Regions from separate parts of the Rattus norvegicus genome. Here region 1 is linked to region 2. A link is a contact called in public Hi-C data. All regions are on one chromosome and are shown on one strand. Each heading gives the region's core, a stretch centred on a gene start, on an enhancer-like site or on the middle of the called end of the contact. The rest is flanking DNA. Distances are from core to core; before and after follow the strand shown. Region 1 has its middle 56 kb from the start of Pmepa1. Region 2 holds the start of Pmepa1 (prostate transmembrane protein, androgen induced 1).

Region 1 (5,199 bases), core at 1,202-3,701, 56 kb before region 2:
AGGTCTGAGCCTGAGGTGGGGCGCAATTCCAGGGTGTCAGGAATTCCTGGGGAGTTCAACCACAGGGCAGAGAGCATAATGGCCTCCCTGGCCCCAGCTACAAGTTGGCTAGAGGGGAGGCTTGTCTTCCAGTGATGTGTTCATAAATCCAACCACAGCAACAGCCTTCCAGGCTTCTCTGGGGTCGTTTGCCTCTCTGATGTCACGCTTTTGGCTGGGTCTCAGGTCTGAACTGGCTTCCAGGCACAAAGGAGAAAAACAACTCTTTCTGAGCATCCTGACAGAGCCTGCTGCATGAATAAAAAGCCATTCCTGGGGTAGGAAACACCGCTGAGGATACCTCAGGAAAACTTGATACTTAGAGCTGTGACAGAGTCCTGTGCTTTTGATGTGATATCTCTGGGCCCTCTCCTGGCTCCTAAGGGCCAACACACAGAGAACTCTGTCTGGGCCGCTTACTCTCCTACTTTAACATTGTCCAAGTAAATCACTCAAACCGAGTGGTGCTGCACACCCGTAATCCCAGCATTAGGGAGGCAGAGGGGGCAGGGGCATGAGTTCAAGGTCATCCTCAGCTATATAGCAAGTTTGAAGCCAGCCTGGGCTACATGAAACCTTGTCCCAAAACAACAACAGTGGAATTCTGTCTCTCTGTCTCTCTGTCCCTCTGTCTCTGTCTCTCTCTGTGTCTCTGTCTCTCTGTGTCTCTGTCTCTCTATGGTTCTGTCTCTCTGTGATTCTGTCTCTCTGTGATTCTGTCTCTCTCTGTCTCTCTGTCTCTGTCTCTCTCTGTCTCTCTGTCTCTCTCTGTGTCTCTGTCTCTGTCTCTCTCTGTCTCTCTGTCTCTGTCTCTGTCTGTCTTGCATTTAGTTATGTGAGCTCTCAGATGCCTTTGCTTCACCACCACGGACCCTGACCCTCTGAAACCACAAGCCCAGCTAAAGTCATGTTTTAAATTGAAATCACTGTGCTTAAGAGATCTAGAAAACAAAAATAGCTCTGGCCTCTAAGCCCCATTGCCCAAAGCCAAGTGACTTCCTGAAATTCTGGAATGCTCTTGCTCACGTAAAACGCGTGTTTTCACTTCTGTAAACGAGGGTGGCTGCCCCAACAGCCCAGGAGATACTTGATCACCCAGAAGTGGGAGGTATGTAGGCAGGAAGTGCACCAGGATGTATGCTTGCCACAGATTGGGCGAAGGTAGGAAATGTGTAGTCTTGAGGGGTTTTGCCTTTAAAAACCCAGAATTCACAGCTATTTTTGGGAATCCTGGGTATGGACCTGGCCCACCATCCTGGGCAGTATGTTCTGAAGGAAAATTCTGAAGTGTGTGGTCTCTGGTTCGTTCAGCTCGTTCAATTGCTCTTTGTCCAAGGTAGGTGTGTAGTTGTCAAACTTCCTAGACTCTGGGCTGAGGGCTTTTGGTTAAGGGACAGTAGATTGGGAACTTTGGAGTGAGAAGTATTCATGCATGGGGTGAGTAGAGAGCCTGTGGTCCCTGCTCAGCCTGAAGCCCTGTTTCAGTCTCATCTGGATGTGTCAACACCACTTCTGTTGTATACCCACACATGCACATACATACAGCCTACACACACAAACATATACACAGAGCCTGCACATACACACCACACACACACACACACACCACACACACACAACCTGCACACACACATACACACACAGAGACACAGGCTCTACACACACACACGGCCTGCACACACACACACACACCACACACACACACAGGTTGTACACAGACGCAGCCTACACACACACACACACACACAGCCTGCACATACACACATATGCACACAGGCTGTACATACACACACAACCTGCACACACACACACATACACACACAGAGACACAGGCTCTACACACACACACGGCCTGCACACACACACACACCACACACACACACAGCCTGCACATACACACATATGCACACAGGCTGTACATACACACACAACCTGCACACACACACACATACACACACAGAGACACAGGCTCTACACACACACACGGCCTGCACACACACACACACCACACACACACACAGCCTGCACATACACACATATGCACACAGGCTGTACATACACACACAACCTGCACACACACACACATACACACACAGAGACACAGGCTCTACACACACACACACACACAGCCTGCACACACACACACACACACACAGCCTGCACCCTGACTGTGATGGAGACTGTCACATCTTTCCAAAGTTAGAAGCACGGAAAGTGTTATTTAGCGATGAATTGAGACTGGAGACCCACTTGTGCAGAGACTGAGGCACTTTCCCAAGCTGCCTGCTGGACAGAACAATAAAAAAATTGTTCCTGAATCTCAGTCCCGACGACTTCACTCAGCCTCCGGTTTCCTTCCTCTGTGGCTCAGCTCCTGCCTCCTTACCGCACCGGAGGCTCTGCAGCCAGACAGCCTGCTTGTCTTCCTGCCAGCTGGCAGAGGTGTCTGGACCAAGGTCACTCCACTCACGGGACTGCTCTCTGGCCGCCAGGAGAAAGAGGCCAGCAGGGCAGCCAGCTCCCTTCTCTTTCCACTTCCCCGCTGCCATGAGCAGGTGGGGTGAGAAGGAAGGCAGAGGCCAGCAAAGCCAGTGTCCTGAGGGCTGGGGAGAGCTGCTGGGATATCCTTTTGTAAGTGATAGCTTGCAGCTGCCCTTCTCATCCTGGTCAGAACGCCTCTAGCCCCTGTGGTGGCCCCATGACATCCACTGTCCCAGCACCCGTGGGTGCGGCCGTGACCTGGCTGTCAGTCAGCCTCCTGAAAAGGCAAATGCTGTGAGGGGAAGCAGGCTAGGGACACATCACCACGCTCCTCCCTGCATCCCTTGACCAGCTGCACAGGGTCCAGGAGGCCTGCCTCTACCATCCCTTTTCCTTCCCCACGGGAATGGGGGTGGGGAGTACAGTCAGGCCCTTTGCAGGAGACACCTACCTCTCCCACCCCACCCCCACTGTTATTATCCGAAGGATTTGAATACAGAGCTCAGAGCATGCTAGATTCCTTTGCATTGCTTCCCAGGGTGAGCTCTGTGTGCTCTCAGGTAGGACAAGCTCCAGGTAAGAAACCCTCCTGGGGTTTCCCAGATAGCAGCTGCAGGGCCTCAGACATGCTCCCATGGAAATGTGGCCTTGAATTCCACATGCATTAAAAGCAGGAGGCTTTTTCTCAGCACCTCGCAACCTACTTCCCACCCATTGCAAAGGGGCATCTCCGGATGTGGGACCATGGAGCCCCAAAGCTAAATAGCACACAGTAGCGTCTGCGCCCGCCTCCGCCTTTATCTCCAGCCTCCGCCTCACTGGACCAGGGTTCTGAGAAGTTCATTGGAACATAAAGGACAGGGCATGCCCTAGAAAGACAGCCGACAGCTGTTCCTATCACCGTGGGGCTGACAGACACACTCTGGAGAACGCGCACCTCCCATATGGCTGTGGAAATCGGAAAGCTTCTTCAGAAATGAAGAGTGCGCTGGGGGGGGGGGAGTGTGTAGAGGCTCCTTCGTGAGGTTCTGGCCCAGAAAAGAACTTTCCCGGAGTAGGGAAGTTGCTGTGTTTGTTGTCCTCCCTCGGGAGAGCATTTCCAGCCGGGTGTGAATCTTCCTGCAGTCGCCCCGAGGTGGCAGACACCCCCTGCGCTGCTCCAGCTGCCTATGCAGCAATTCATTTGTTTACCAAATGTCTGAACCGTCTAGACAGGTTTTGGGGGTCAGACGCTGAAGTCCCCCGGCGGCGGCTTCTGCAGGAACTGAGTAGAAAGCTAGGCGCTGCTGTCTGGAGCTCTTGGCTTACCCTCCCGTTAATTCCCTGCCCTTTTTATCAGCTGACAGCTTCCGGCAGATAAAGCGGATTTCATTTAAGCTTTTGCTCACCGGGCAAGATGAATATCCCAAATTCCAGTCTTCTCCCCAGGGGTAGGAAAAGAAAGGGATGTTTTGGAAACGTTGTGGATTCTCAGAAGACATCAGAGCCTTGGGTGCCAAATGAGGCAGGCACCCCTGAAGGAAATGGAGGGTGTAGGAGAAAGTGGTCCTGTCCAGGTGAGGGTCAAATGTGTGTGCAACAGCCGAGGCTTTGAAGGGGAGGCCTGGCTGGCGTCTGAAGTCAAAACCAGAGGGAATGGGCTAGCGACAGACCCTGTCTGTGGATTAATCATGAAATTGCCACCTTTTAACCGAGCGCATGGAAGCAGGTCTCCTCCTTTCTCTGTACCCCAGTGTCATCAACAAGAATCCAAGAGCAGGGGCAAACATCTCTGGGAAGTCCCCTGCTGTTCCTGCTGTCACAGGGGAAGTGTCTGTGTGCTGTCCTTTCTAGGGTCTGGGAGACCAGAAGCAATTGGAAAGACATTGAGCTGAGGCAGGGGAATAAGTCGGGGTTGGAGACACACAGTGGGGCTACAGATCTTCCAGAGCCTCTGTGTAGGGGTAAGAGCTAAGCTCAAATGCGGTGGGACAGAATGGAATCTGTCTGTGAGGCAAATGCTTACCCAATAGCCATGGCCACCAGCACCAGATCAGGGCTCCTCAGGTCACAATCTTGCACCTGGCCACCGGCGTCACACCAGGGCCCTTTAGTGGATTACAGTGCATGGGACCCCTCAGGTCACCCTCTGGCCACAGCTCCAAGCTTGTGTCTTGTTTATTTCTCAGTTAGGGCGTGGGTCTCAGACACGCAGCACAAACCTGTGAGCCTGTGCTGGGCTAGGGGTCTCTGGGGCAGGATTCTGAGCCATCTGTACCCCCACCTACTCTGAATCCCAGTGGCCTGTGCTCCCAACTCTACCCCAGGTCCGGGCAGGCAATGGACAGACATGATGGAGAATGGCCACGCACATGGTCCAGGGGTCAGTGTGCTGCGTAGCACTTCTGTAGCTCAGCACAAGTTAGATTATCTGAGAAGACAGAATCAGTATTAGGGATATGCCTCCATAAGACTGTCCCCTAGGTCAGCCTGTGGTACATTTTCTTAGTCAGAGATTGATGTGGGAGGGCCCAGCCAACTATGGCTAATGCCACCCTGGGTGGGACTGGTGGTCCTGGGTTATATAAGAAAGGGGGCTGAGCATGACATGAGGAGCAAGTCAGTGAGCGTCATTCCTCAAAGATTTCTGCTCCCAGCTCCTCCCTTGAGCTCCTGCCTGACTTCCCTCAGTAGTGACCT
Region 2 (4,907 bases), core at 1,270-3,769:
ACACACGTAAAAACTAAATTAAAAGCTGCCTTATTTCCAAGAAAATCAATGGTCGAGACATTTCCCATGGGTGGACAAGCCAGATCTCCTGCAAGACCTCTGCAAGACAAGATCTACACCATTGGATTCCTTTGCCAAAGTCCCCGGCTCTCACAGAGTTTGATGGAATGAATTGCTGGAAGGAGGGCGTAGCCATAGCGATCTCCATTGGCCCCATGGAAAAAAAAAATGCTCTTTTAATATTTTTCTATAAAAGGTAGCCTGCTAGGGGCCAATATTCCACAACCTGCCACCTTCCAACCAAAACCACACGCACCTTGTAGAAACTTTTATGCAAAGGAATTCAAATCTTTAAATCCCTCCAACTTGTAAAGTATTTTTGTAAATCTCCCCCACCTTTTGTTTTCGCAAAGCATCCCTCCAACCCCCTTCCCAGAACCGTACAGCCCGGGTGCAGCTGAACCCACTTCCTTTCCTTTGCCAAGATTCTTTTAAAACTAGCCAGTCTTGAAAGACTGTGAGGTTGGACCCGGGCCCATGGGGAAAAGACACAGTTAGCACCTGGGTTAGAATAAGAACAGATGAATTCCCTGCTCTAGTTTGGGTCAAGGCCCAACCTTTTTGGGGAAAAAAAAAATTGCCTTGGGGGTTTCTTTCAGTTTGTTTCTTTGTGCAACATGGAGGTTACTCATTGTTCCAGCATCTGAGGTGAGTGGGCCTGGGCTGACCACCCACGTGCAGTCCACCTCCTTAGCACCCTTCCCAGCAAGATTAGTTAGAGTTTCTCCTTTGGTTTTACAGGCGTCAAAGCTCAGCCAGACCTTCCCAGGCCAAAGATTCGCTGAGGAAAATGCTGGTACTGGAACAGGGGCAGCCTCTCATGGTGAAGACATAGCCGTGTCCTGTCGTGGCTTTAAGACTGAGCTTATACCATGTGCAATGGCTCAGCCTATAAGGGTACTTTACTTTCTTCCCGAGGACCTGTGTTCAGTTTCTAGAACCCTCAGGGTGGCTCACAACCATCTGTAACCATCAACGGCTTTCTGCCCACAGTGCACAGACATAGATCAAGGCAAAGCATTCATACATATACCAAAAATAAATATCAGAGACAAAAAGCAAGATTGAGCTGCTATTTCAAACGAATGAACCAGAGCATCTTGGAATCTCCCTCTGGGAGGACCCTGGGCTCCAGGACGACTCCTCCAGGGAAGTCCTGGAAGGTTGGGCAGAGGGACCTACTTCCTGGACTCCTCTGCAAACTATTCTCTCAGCTTCACTTTCTCCTTCCAGTCTATTAAAAACAAAGTAACAATAACTCGTAAAAGCTTCCCCCCTCTCTAAAGACAAGGGATAGGCCTGAAGAGACTTAAAGCAGGATCATGTGTGGGCAGGGATAGGTACTCCCCGAGGCTGGGTAGAACTTAGGTTCTACCTTCCTGAGCCCTCAGCCTGCGCTTAGGGAACGCTTTCCCTGACTGTGAAATGAAGCCAAATAATATTTTGTCTCCCCAACTTGCTATGAAAGACATTACTATCTGGTGTGTTTCTAGCACACAGTAGGCACACCACAGGACTAGAAGTTTACGAATGGGTCAAAGAGACACACTTGACATTTGAGGCTGGGATTAGGGATGTGAGGCCTCTTATGTAACAGTTTAATATCTTTGAAGCCAGAGCACGGGTTCCCATAGCTCTCCAGTAATTAATTAAAACTTAATGAACAAAAAGCACACTCCCATGACCCCCTTTTACACTCTGAGCCACACAGCCCAGTCGGTGGCCTTTGGGGCGGCAGTTAGGGGGTGAGGGTAACTGCTTGGATGTCCCATAATAGTGGCAACACACACACACACACACACACACACACACACACACACACACACTCCCAGTCCTGGGTACTAATTTACAAGGCAAGGACCAGGGGGCGCTTCTCGGGGCTTGACTACTGTTAAAGAGACGCACGGGGGAGCGGGGGAGCAGGGTGTGTGTGTGTGTGTGTGTGTGTGTGTGTGTGTGTCTGTCTGTCTGTCTGTCTGTCTGTCTGTCTGTCTGTCTCAGACTATTTCTCAGTCTTCTGAGAAATACGGCCATGGGTGGGTCTTTACTCCCGGCTCTCCATGCTCTGATTTCCATGCATGGAACTCTTCCAAGGCGACCCCAAAGCCTCACAGTCTTCGGGAGCCCCCAAAAGCCTAGGCGGAGGGCCCCAGGGGCGGGAGTTGGAGAGAACACTTTTAACTTTTCGGCTTGATTATTGTCCTGGGTTGTGGCCGCCTCAGGCACCGGGGCCCCTCGGACTTGGTCTGCGGACTCCCGAGGGCGCCGAGTTTACGCAGCCCCGGAGACCGTTCTACGCGGACGCGAGGCTCGGGCCCTTTAAGAGCCCGCCCCGCGCGCGACGGGCCCGCCCCCCGGGCCGAGGAGGGTGCGGGGGCCGTCGGCGGGGATTGGCGCAGCGCGCGCCCCCTCCGCGGCCCCCGCGCGGTGGGAACCGGCAGCCCCGTCTAGCGCTGACGTCAGACCGTCTGCCTGCCTCCGACCGCGGGCGCGCGGCGCAACCCGATCTCCTTGGACTTGAATGAGGAGCAGGCGGCGGCGCTCAGCTGCGGATCGGCCGGCGCGCAGGCTGAGCCCGGCGGCCCCGCGCCCCGGCCGCCCGCCCGTGCCCCGCACGCCGCCCGCGGCCACGGCCCGCCGCCCCGGGGCTCCCGCTCGGCGGCCGGGGGACCCAGCTCGCCCCGGGGACCTCGGCGGCGCCCCGAGCCCGCGCCGCGCTGCTCGCTGTATGCGGGGCCCGAGCCCCGCGCGCCGGCCGGAGCCGCCCCCGCGCCCCGCGCCTCGCGCCCCGCGCCGCCCGTGACCGCTTGATGGGGGTCAACGGCACCGCCGCCGCAGCCGCCGCCGGGCAGCCCAATGTCTCCTGCGCGTGCAACTGCCAGCGCTCTTTGTTCCCCAGCATGGAGATCAGTGAGTGAGCCCTGTTCCCCTCGGGACAGCCCCGTGGGATACCCGGCCCGGGACATGGTGATCGCGTGGGGACTCGGGGGCCGCGCGCCTGCCTCGCCCAGGCTCCCCGGCTGCGCTCGCCGCGCCCCGGGCGCGCCCTCCCGGAGGCTCGCGGCAGCTGGCGGCCGGCCCGGCTTTGTCCCGCGGCGCTGCGAGCCTGGCACGGTCCCCGCCGCGCGCGCCCCGCCCGGACCGACTCGGACCCGGGGCTCGGCGGAGACATCGCGCCTCTCGGGAGGGCCAGGCGGGCCGGGTCGGGGAAGTTTCCATTCCGTTTTCCCTAGGGACCGGGGCGATGGAGCAATTAGGCTCTTTATCAACTTTGGGCGGGGGAGCGGGCGGAGGAGACACTGTCTGGCCCCGGAGGTGTCTGGGGCTCCTGGCGTGTGTCTGGAGTGGCCATGGCGATGCGTCCCAGGTTTCCGTGCGTATACAGAGTGCGCTGGTCCGTCTGTCTGAGTCTCGGCGCGTCTCTAGGTGTCTGGTTCAGAGTCGCGGTCTGTGCCGGCCGAGTGTGTGTCCGAGTGTCCCTGCATCGCAGTGTGTCTGATGTAGTGTGTGCGCGTGGCGGGGGTTGAGGCTGTGAACTGAATCCAGCCAGATTTAAGGACCGTTTGTGTTCAGGTGTCTGAATCCCGGGCTCAGCGCTGGCGCGACTAGCCCACCGCGGATCCCCAGTGTGTGTCATTGTGAATGTCTGTCCCGGACTCCTATAAATAGCCTCTGTCTGGACTGCTTGGCTCACTCTGCCTGGGACGGTGGTTACAAATGAGTCAAAGTTTTGGAACTGTTTGTGTTGCGACCTCCTTGGAGGTGGTAGACCCAGGGTGGTGAGTGCCCAGCTTGAAGCTCAGGCTGTGGCCAGCGTCCTGCACCTCCAGAAGTTGAGCTCAGGGAGCATCTACTTCCTTCTGTGGCCCACCCAGGTGGCTGTTGGGCTGGGTGGAGAATTGAAACCTCATTCCCTGCCATCTGCCTCCAATCTGCACCCTCCCCCTAACCCACTTTTTTGGGAGGAGGGGGCACCTTTTGCCTTTCTGTTTAGTTTCTTCATTTTACCCTAAAGCACTTCAGGCAAAAAGGCACACGGCCTCCCCCGAACCCAGACAACGTTCCTCTAGCGGAGCCCAGGGGCAACTGCCACAGAACTGGGCATTCGCTAGGTGACTCATAGGCTGGTTTCCGCAGGCAGCTGCCACAGTTTGCACCCCCACCCCAAAACCCTGGTATGTACAGTAGAGCATAAGGGGTTAAAAATAACCCATGGCCGGCCCCACCTGAGCAGGAGAAGTAGGTTTCGGTGGTGGGGTCCTCATGCCGGCTTTGACTCACTGTCTCCCAGTCTGGAATTGAAAGCCTTGGTCTCACTGAGTCATTCACACTTCTCCCTAGCTGCCTTGCTGCCCCAAGCCAGGAGATGCCAAGAAAACCTGCCAGGAGCCAGTGTTTGTGGTCTTTCTTTGGAACCAAATCCTATGGCTTCCCCTTTGTGATCAAGAGGGGTTCGTGGAATCTATCAGGATGTTAGTTGTCTTCAGGTGTCTAGGAAGAGGCTGACCCAGCTCTGTGAGTTCCTCTTGTCTCCTCCTCGAATTGCTTTAGGGAACATCCCATGGAAGTGAGAGAACCACTCCAGATGACGAAGACTAGGCACATTCTGGTCTTGTCTTTCCTCTGCTTTCTCGACTTTGAAAAACAACAAAAGACTTCATTCTTAATTTTGCCTCTTCATTGAATCAACTCTAGTGACAGCCAGACGCAGCCGAGCCCGACAACCTGAGTTCCGTCCCTGGAACCCACAGGGTGAAGGAGAGAACAGACTGGTAATTGGCCCTAATGATGTCTTGGTTGAGACCAAAATGGCTTGAAGCTCTTGGAATCGGGTGTTCTTTCCCATC

Evidence for each region. Hi-C and Micro-C count contacts between places; a contact is called where the count stands out from the background.
Region 1: a Hi-C map of the A7r5 cell line shows a contact between it and region 2, with 2.9 times the contacts expected there. The contact joins the enhancer-like site here to the promoter of Pmepa1 in region 2. A contact is called at or near these places in 3 of 12 Hi-C or Micro-C datasets (the A7r5 cell line, liver and mammary epithelial cells).

The regions. Positions count from the first base shown.
Region 1 is chr3:182,531,828-182,537,026 of GRCr8, reverse strand. No RefSeq gene overlaps it. Among named protein-coding and RNA genes, the nearest start is that of Pmepa1, 56 kb to the right of the region's middle. Within about 2 kb of position 2,451, at least 22 of the 93 cell types and tissues checked have an H3K27ac peak or open chromatin away from gene starts, as enhancers often do. A contact at or near this core is called in the A7r5 cell line and liver, where this site is marked.
Region 2 is chr3:182,476,261-182,481,167 of GRCr8, reverse strand. It overlaps Pmepa1 (prostate transmembrane protein, androgen induced 1), which reads left to right and starts at 2,519. Exons shown (of 4, transcript NM_001413584.1): 1 at 2,519-2,970. The coding sequence starts at 2,871. It overlaps LOC134486502 (a long non-coding RNA gene), which reads left to right. Exons shown (of 2, transcript XR_010065544.1): 2 at 802-1,118.